2 separate regions of the Mus musculus genome follow, and region 2 is linked to region 1. The links are chromatin contacts, called in public HiChIP or PLAC-seq maps. All regions are on one chromosome and are shown on one strand. The core of a region is the stretch at or near the end of the contact, and the rest is flanking DNA. Distances in the headings are between cores, read along the strand shown.

Region 1 (2,856 bases), core at 179-2,678:
GGGAGGGCAGGCTGGGCCTCGGGACCCTGGATCTGCAGAATAAGGGCTAGACTCTGGACTCCAGGTTCTAGGGAGAAGAGCTGAGGTTTGGGCTCCTGGGTCTGAGGGAGGAGGGCTGGAGTCTGAACGCCTGGATCTGAGGGAGGAGGACCTGGAGGTCTTGAGTCTCAGGGTGGGGCGCCCCGGGGCAGGTCGCAAAGCCCGAGCCCGGGCGGGCTTCCCTCTCCCTCCCTGGCTCTGGCTGCCCCGCCCGTCGGAGCAGACGCGGCCCGGGGCGGGTAGACGGGCCGGGCGTCTCCCGTCCGCCCCCGGACGCCGGAATCTGGGCCCCGGGGCGGGGCATGACGGGGGGGGGGGAGGTACAGGCCAGAACCTGCCCCCCTCCCCTGCCCCGGGAGCCCTAGCCGGCCTGGGAACAGTGGTAGGAGTCAGAGACTGGAGCTGACACCCGAACACACGGATTCCTCTCCAGGAAGGTGCCTGGACCCATTCCCATATGCCCTCAAAGGTGGCTGCAGAGGGCTGGGCCGTTGGGTCGGGGAGGACCTGGGCGCACCTGGTCTGAGAGGCGCTCAGGGACGCACGCAGCTGAAGACCCGTCGGGCCGCGTTCGGGGCTCAGGGGCTAGGGACAGCTCCTTTGCCGGCTGCCCATCCCCCAGCTGCCCCGCCCACCTCTGAGACAGCCAGCCAATCAGAGCCCCCCGGGCCACCAAGCTCAAGTATCACACCCCCAGCCCGCCCCCTGGTCCCCTCTAGCTATGCCTAGTCCTTCGCAAGCCCCTCCTGGGCCGTCTGTCGGTGCACCCGTCCCCTAGCCGGTGCGCATCTGTCTGGCTCTTTAAGCTCTCTGTCCGCACCTCTCTTTCGTCTGCCTCCCCTGCCTGTTTCTCGTCCTCTGGGGCTTGCTGTCATCTGGGATTCTCTGCCTCAGTTTCCCACCCTGAGACGCGCTGTTGGAGTTCGTGGTTGTCTCTGTTCCTAGATTCCCACTGACTCCCTGGGATACCCGATCCCTTAAGGATCACCTCCCTCCCAGCATCTGTCCCTCTGTCCTTGTCTGGCTGTCCCTTGCCTTGTTCTGTCTCTTTCTCTGTCCATCTCTTCTCTTAAACTCCCACTTTTCTCACTATTCTTTCTCAATCTGACTCCCCGTGACTCCTCTTTTCTATCCCTCTGTCCCTACTCTGCTTCGCATCCTCCCCACTCCCTCAATCCTTCCCCCCCCCCAACCCTGTCCCCTCACCCATGAACTGGAACCAACTTACAGTTCATGTCCCCACAGGCCAGGGGTTCCCCAGGGCAGGGGGCAGGGAGCCGGGGGGGGGGGCTTTAACCCTTCCCTGTCCGCTGCCGGGGGACCCAGGGGGTCAGCTGGGCCTCGGCCTGGGGAGGGGAGGTTTGTGAGTGTGAGCAGCAAGGGCCAGGCAGTGAGGGAGTGTGTACGCCTGGGGGGTTATATAGGGGGCCGGGGCGGGCGGGCGGGGGGCAGGCAGCAGGGGAGGGCGGCCTGACACATCCTGACTCACCCTCCCTCCTGCCTTTTCCATTCAGACGAGCCGGCTGCCTAGCAGGGCTCACACCGCCTTGCTTGGAGGAGGGCACGGAAGGAAAAGTTGGAAAAGTTGAAAAGTGAAGGGGGGGTGGTCTGAGAGGGGCCGGTGAGGTCATTGGCGTCCCCTCCCTCCACCTCCACGGGCTGGGACAGACACACAAGGCTCAAGAGCTCTATGGAGCCTGGCTGTGGGTGGTGGTCTGCATGGACCAGGACTAGTACTGAGAGATGGTGAGGCAGTAGAAGAGGCAAGTCCAGGGCCTGAGGAGGTGGAGGTGAGGGGGGAGAATCTGGACGACAGAGAGAACACTGGGGCAGAGATGGAGCCTCTAAACCCAGAATGGCTGACAAATGCACAGAGATGGGGACAGCAGGATATAGAGATACCTAGCCTCTGAGATGGAGAGACACTGGGAACTGAGGAGCTGAGGATGTGGCTCAATTGGCAGAGTGATGGTACATACACACCTGCACTCTCAGCACTGGGAAGGCGAAAGCAGGAGGTTCAGAAGTAAGTTCAAGGTCATCCTTAGCTACACAGTGAGACTGAAGCTAACCTGGGCTACTTGAAACCCCATTTTAAAAAAGAAGCAGCGATCCCCAAGCGGAAAGGGGCCACAGACATGGGAAGAGAAGACTCAGGCTGCAGAAGAATACCAAAGATGAGGTCACCTGGGAGACAGGTTAGATGAGGTAGCTGAGGACCAAAAGAAAAAGGAATAAAGGCTTTCTACAGAGGTGTCTCTGGCTGTGTTGCTGCCCTTCCCCCCAACTTGCCAGTTCTGTAAATGGGGCTGAGACTATCTTCTATGGCTAAGGAGATGACCCAGGGGGTAAGAGTGCTTGCTGCACAAACATGAGGAGCTGAGTTGAATCCACAGCACGTATATAAAAAGCTGAGCATGTGTAACTGCAGCCCTGTGGGTGGAGAGGTGGAGATGGCGGGGTCACTAGGGCTTGTCTTCCAGCCTAGCTCCAGGTTCAGTGAGAGACCCTTTCTCAAGAGCGTAAGGTTGAGAGTGCTAGAACTTCCCAGTGTCCCCCTCTGGCCTCTGTACACTTGCATGTAAGTACAGATAATCTACCCACATATACATACACTCCCAGACACACATACATCCCTTCCTACCCCTAAATGCCACAGTGAGGAGTCTTGTACAAACTACTACTAGAGAAATGTTTTTGATCTCATGGTTACAGTTTATCAGCTATACTGAGGCACAGGTAGTCACTGCGAGAGATGGCAAAATGAGTGGTGAGTGGATGGGTACTAGAAACTTAGACAAAGCCGCATTCAGAGAA
Region 2 (2,856 bases), core at 258-2,757, 120 kb after region 1:
GGTCCTGAGTTCAACTCCCAGAAACCACATGGTGGCTCACAACCATCTGTAATGGGATCTGATGCCCTCTTCTGGTGTGTCTGAAGACAGCTACAGTGTACTCATATACATAAAATAAATAAATACATCTAAAAAAAGAAAAGGAAAGAAAAGAAAAGGAATAAGAGAAAACAAAACAGCTAGGTTGCCATGAGAACTACGGCTCAATAATTTTTCTCCAGCGAAGAGTTCCACGACCGGTTCTAGGAGGCCTCCCCCTTTTGAGGTCAATCGCCTCAGCCCGTGGAACTTGTCACACAGATCCTACTGGAGGTGGTGTAGCAGCCAGGGTGGAGGCTGTGGGCATACACACTTTGGATTTCTGGAGATGAACCAATGTCGCTAATGTGCTTGATTTCTCCTGTCCAAGAGGGAGTTGTTGTAAATGGGGCAAGAGTTTATGGGCACAGTTTGGCCCTGTGCAGGAGCTGAGGGTCTAATGGAATGATGGGGAAGATAAGATTAATGAAGAAGAGGAAGAGACCCCAAGAGAGATCTGTCTACCACTAATGGTCCAGGGCAACAGAGCAGACCAAGATGGCGGCAATTAGCTCAACCAGGCAGGTACTTCAAGAAGTAGATTAAAACGCCATTTTTCCTTTACTTCCATTTCTGTGGGCCTGTGTGCAGAGTGGGTGTATGTGAACATTTGCATGTATGTGGTGAGATGTGTATGCGTGACGAGGCGTGAGGTTCACGTCTGGAACCTTCCTTGACCGCTCTCCGCCGTATGCGTACAGGTAAGGCCTGACTGTCAACCCTGGAGCCTGAGGATGTGGGTAGCTTCTCAGGAGCCAGCTCGCTCTGGGATTTAGAGGCTGCAATTACAGCAGGCCCTGCCCAGCCAGCGCTTATGTGAGTTCTGGGCATCAGAACTTGACACTGGCACACATGTCTTATACACTGAATCCTATCCTCAGGCCATTCCCAGGGGATCCCCCACTTTTTAGGACAAGGGCTTACTATATAACCATGGCTGGTCTGAAACTCTAATTGTAGATCAGGCTGGCTTCAACATCAGAGCTATTGCTTGCTTCTGCCTCCTAAGCTCTACGTTGAAGGTATGCCCCTCCATGTCTAGCCTCAGAATACACTAAAACTGTTTCTATTTTACTTTATGTATGTGGATGCTTTGCCTGTATATGTGTTTTGCAAATCATGTGTACAGTGCCCAAGGAGTCCAGAACACGGCACTGGATCCTTTGTGACTGGAGTTAGCGTTTCAGGCAGCCATGTGGGAGGTGGGAACTGAACCCAGGTCCTCTGCAAGAACGGAAAATGCTCTGAACGGCTAAGCCGGCTCTCCAGCCTCCAGGAGACCGGTTTAGGAGAGCGATTGGCTTGGGGAGAGAGGCTGCCAGGAGGACGAGAGAGGTGGGGCTTCTCAACTTGTTGACCTCTGTCCACAGATTCAGAAGATCATTAAGGAGCCGGTCCCGGACAGCGGGCTGCTGAGCCTCTTCCAAGGCCAGAGCCCCCTCACCTCTTGCTGAACTCCAGGCCATGACTGAGACAACAGACTTACTCTGTCGTCGGTGGGAGCATCTGCCCTACGGGAGAGGAGGGGTGAACTGCTGGTCCTGGAAATGCAAATGAGACTCCTGAGTGCTAGAAGGGGTGGGGATGGGGGTAGGGAGTGGGGGGGGTGGGGGGGTGGAGGGGGTGGGGGGGTGGAGGGGGGGCGGGGGTTGACTGAAGAGAGGTGGAGAGGGGACTCTGCTTAGGTCTACCTCATAAGCAAAGGGCAAAAAAAGTGTCACAGACTGGGACCCATATTCTGAGTAAACATTGATGTGACTGTGAACTGAAACACTATTGCGTTTGTGGGGTGTCCCAGGGGCTACTGGGGGTGTGCAGGTGAGAGAAGGAGATGGGTCTTTGGAGGTTGAGGAGAGGGGGTGCCTCTTCCCACCTCCAGGCTGGGCCAACAGAGGCCACATCTGCAGGATAGGCAGTGTGTGCGTCTTGAGTTTCTGGCTGTCCCCATGTCTTAGGGTTTCGGCTGCTGAGACAAAGCACGATGATCAAAAAGCAGGTTGGGGAGGAAAGGGTTTTCTTGGCATACACTTAGCAGATCATAGCTGGAACCAGACGGCAGGAGCTGATGTAGAGGCCACAGAAGTGTGCTATTGTAGGCCTTGCTTCCCATGGTTTGCTCAGCCTGCTTTCTTATAGAGTCCAGAACCGCCTGGCAACCCCCACAATGGGCTATGACCCTCCACATTGATCACTAACTGAGAAATGCCTTACAGCTGGATCTCATGGAGGCGGTTCCTCACCTGAGGCTGTTTTCTCTCGGATGAGTCTAGCTTGTGTCCAGTTGACACACAAAACCAGCCATACACCCCATCTCAGATAGTACAACCCCGCTGGCCCCTCTCCACGAGGCAGGCCCTCACATCCACGTTGTGCAGGTTTGCACCGAGGTGCCAGAGAAGGGCCTGGAAAATCAGACAGTGTGGCAGGGACAGGTTTCCCTCATGAAGCCCTTGCACGGGCAGTCCATAAAGCTATGGAGAGGAAGCCTAGGGTGGAGTGGAGTCAGCTGGGTGTCGGAGATGCCATTGAAGAGACAGATGCACTGTTCTTCTCAGGAGAAAGTCTTGCAAGTGAGTTTGCCTTTCTATACCGGTCACCACTCTCATAAGGGTTCCTGGAACACAAGCACTGTGGAACTGGGACAGCCCTTCTGTTAACTGAGATGGTGCCTAAGTGATTACCTGGTGTGTAGCATATACCGTGTGGATACGCTAGACACAGGATTTGTTTTCTTTCCTTTTTTTTTCTTAAGATTTATTTATTATTTATATGAGTACA

What was found. HiChIP or PLAC-seq counts read pairs in DNA pulled down with a chosen protein or histone mark.
Region 2: a contact with region 1 is called in an H3K27ac HiChIP or PLAC-seq map of embryonic stem cells, with 6 read pairs. The contact joins the enhancer-like site here to the promoter of Il11 in region 1. A contact is called at or near these places in 4 of 39 promoter capture datasets (cranial neural crest, embryonic stem cells, liver and 1 more), 6 of 115 datasets of contacts at active chromatin or transcription factors (the SCID.adh cell line, bone marrow-derived macrophages, embryonic stem cells and 1 more) and 3 of 9 other capture datasets (adipose tissue, liver and pancreatic islet).

What each region holds. Positions count from the first base shown.
Region 1 is chr7:4,776,713-4,779,568 of GRCm38.p6, forward strand. It overlaps Il11 (interleukin 11), which reads right to left and starts at 1,429. Exons shown (of 5, transcript NM_008350.4): 1 at 1,268-1,429. The coding sequence starts at 1,274.
Region 2 is chr7:4,893,869-4,896,724 of GRCm38.p6, forward strand. It overlaps Isoc2a (isochorismatase domain containing 2a), which reads left to right. Exons shown (of 6, transcript NM_001101598.1): 6 at 1,449-1,849. The coding sequence ends at 1,532. Among named protein-coding and RNA genes, the nearest start is that of Gm36210, 12 kb to the right of the region's middle. Within about 2 kb of position 1,508, at least 5 of the 459 cell types and tissues checked have an H3K27ac peak or open chromatin away from gene starts, as enhancers often do. A contact at or near this core is called in embryonic stem cells, where this site is marked.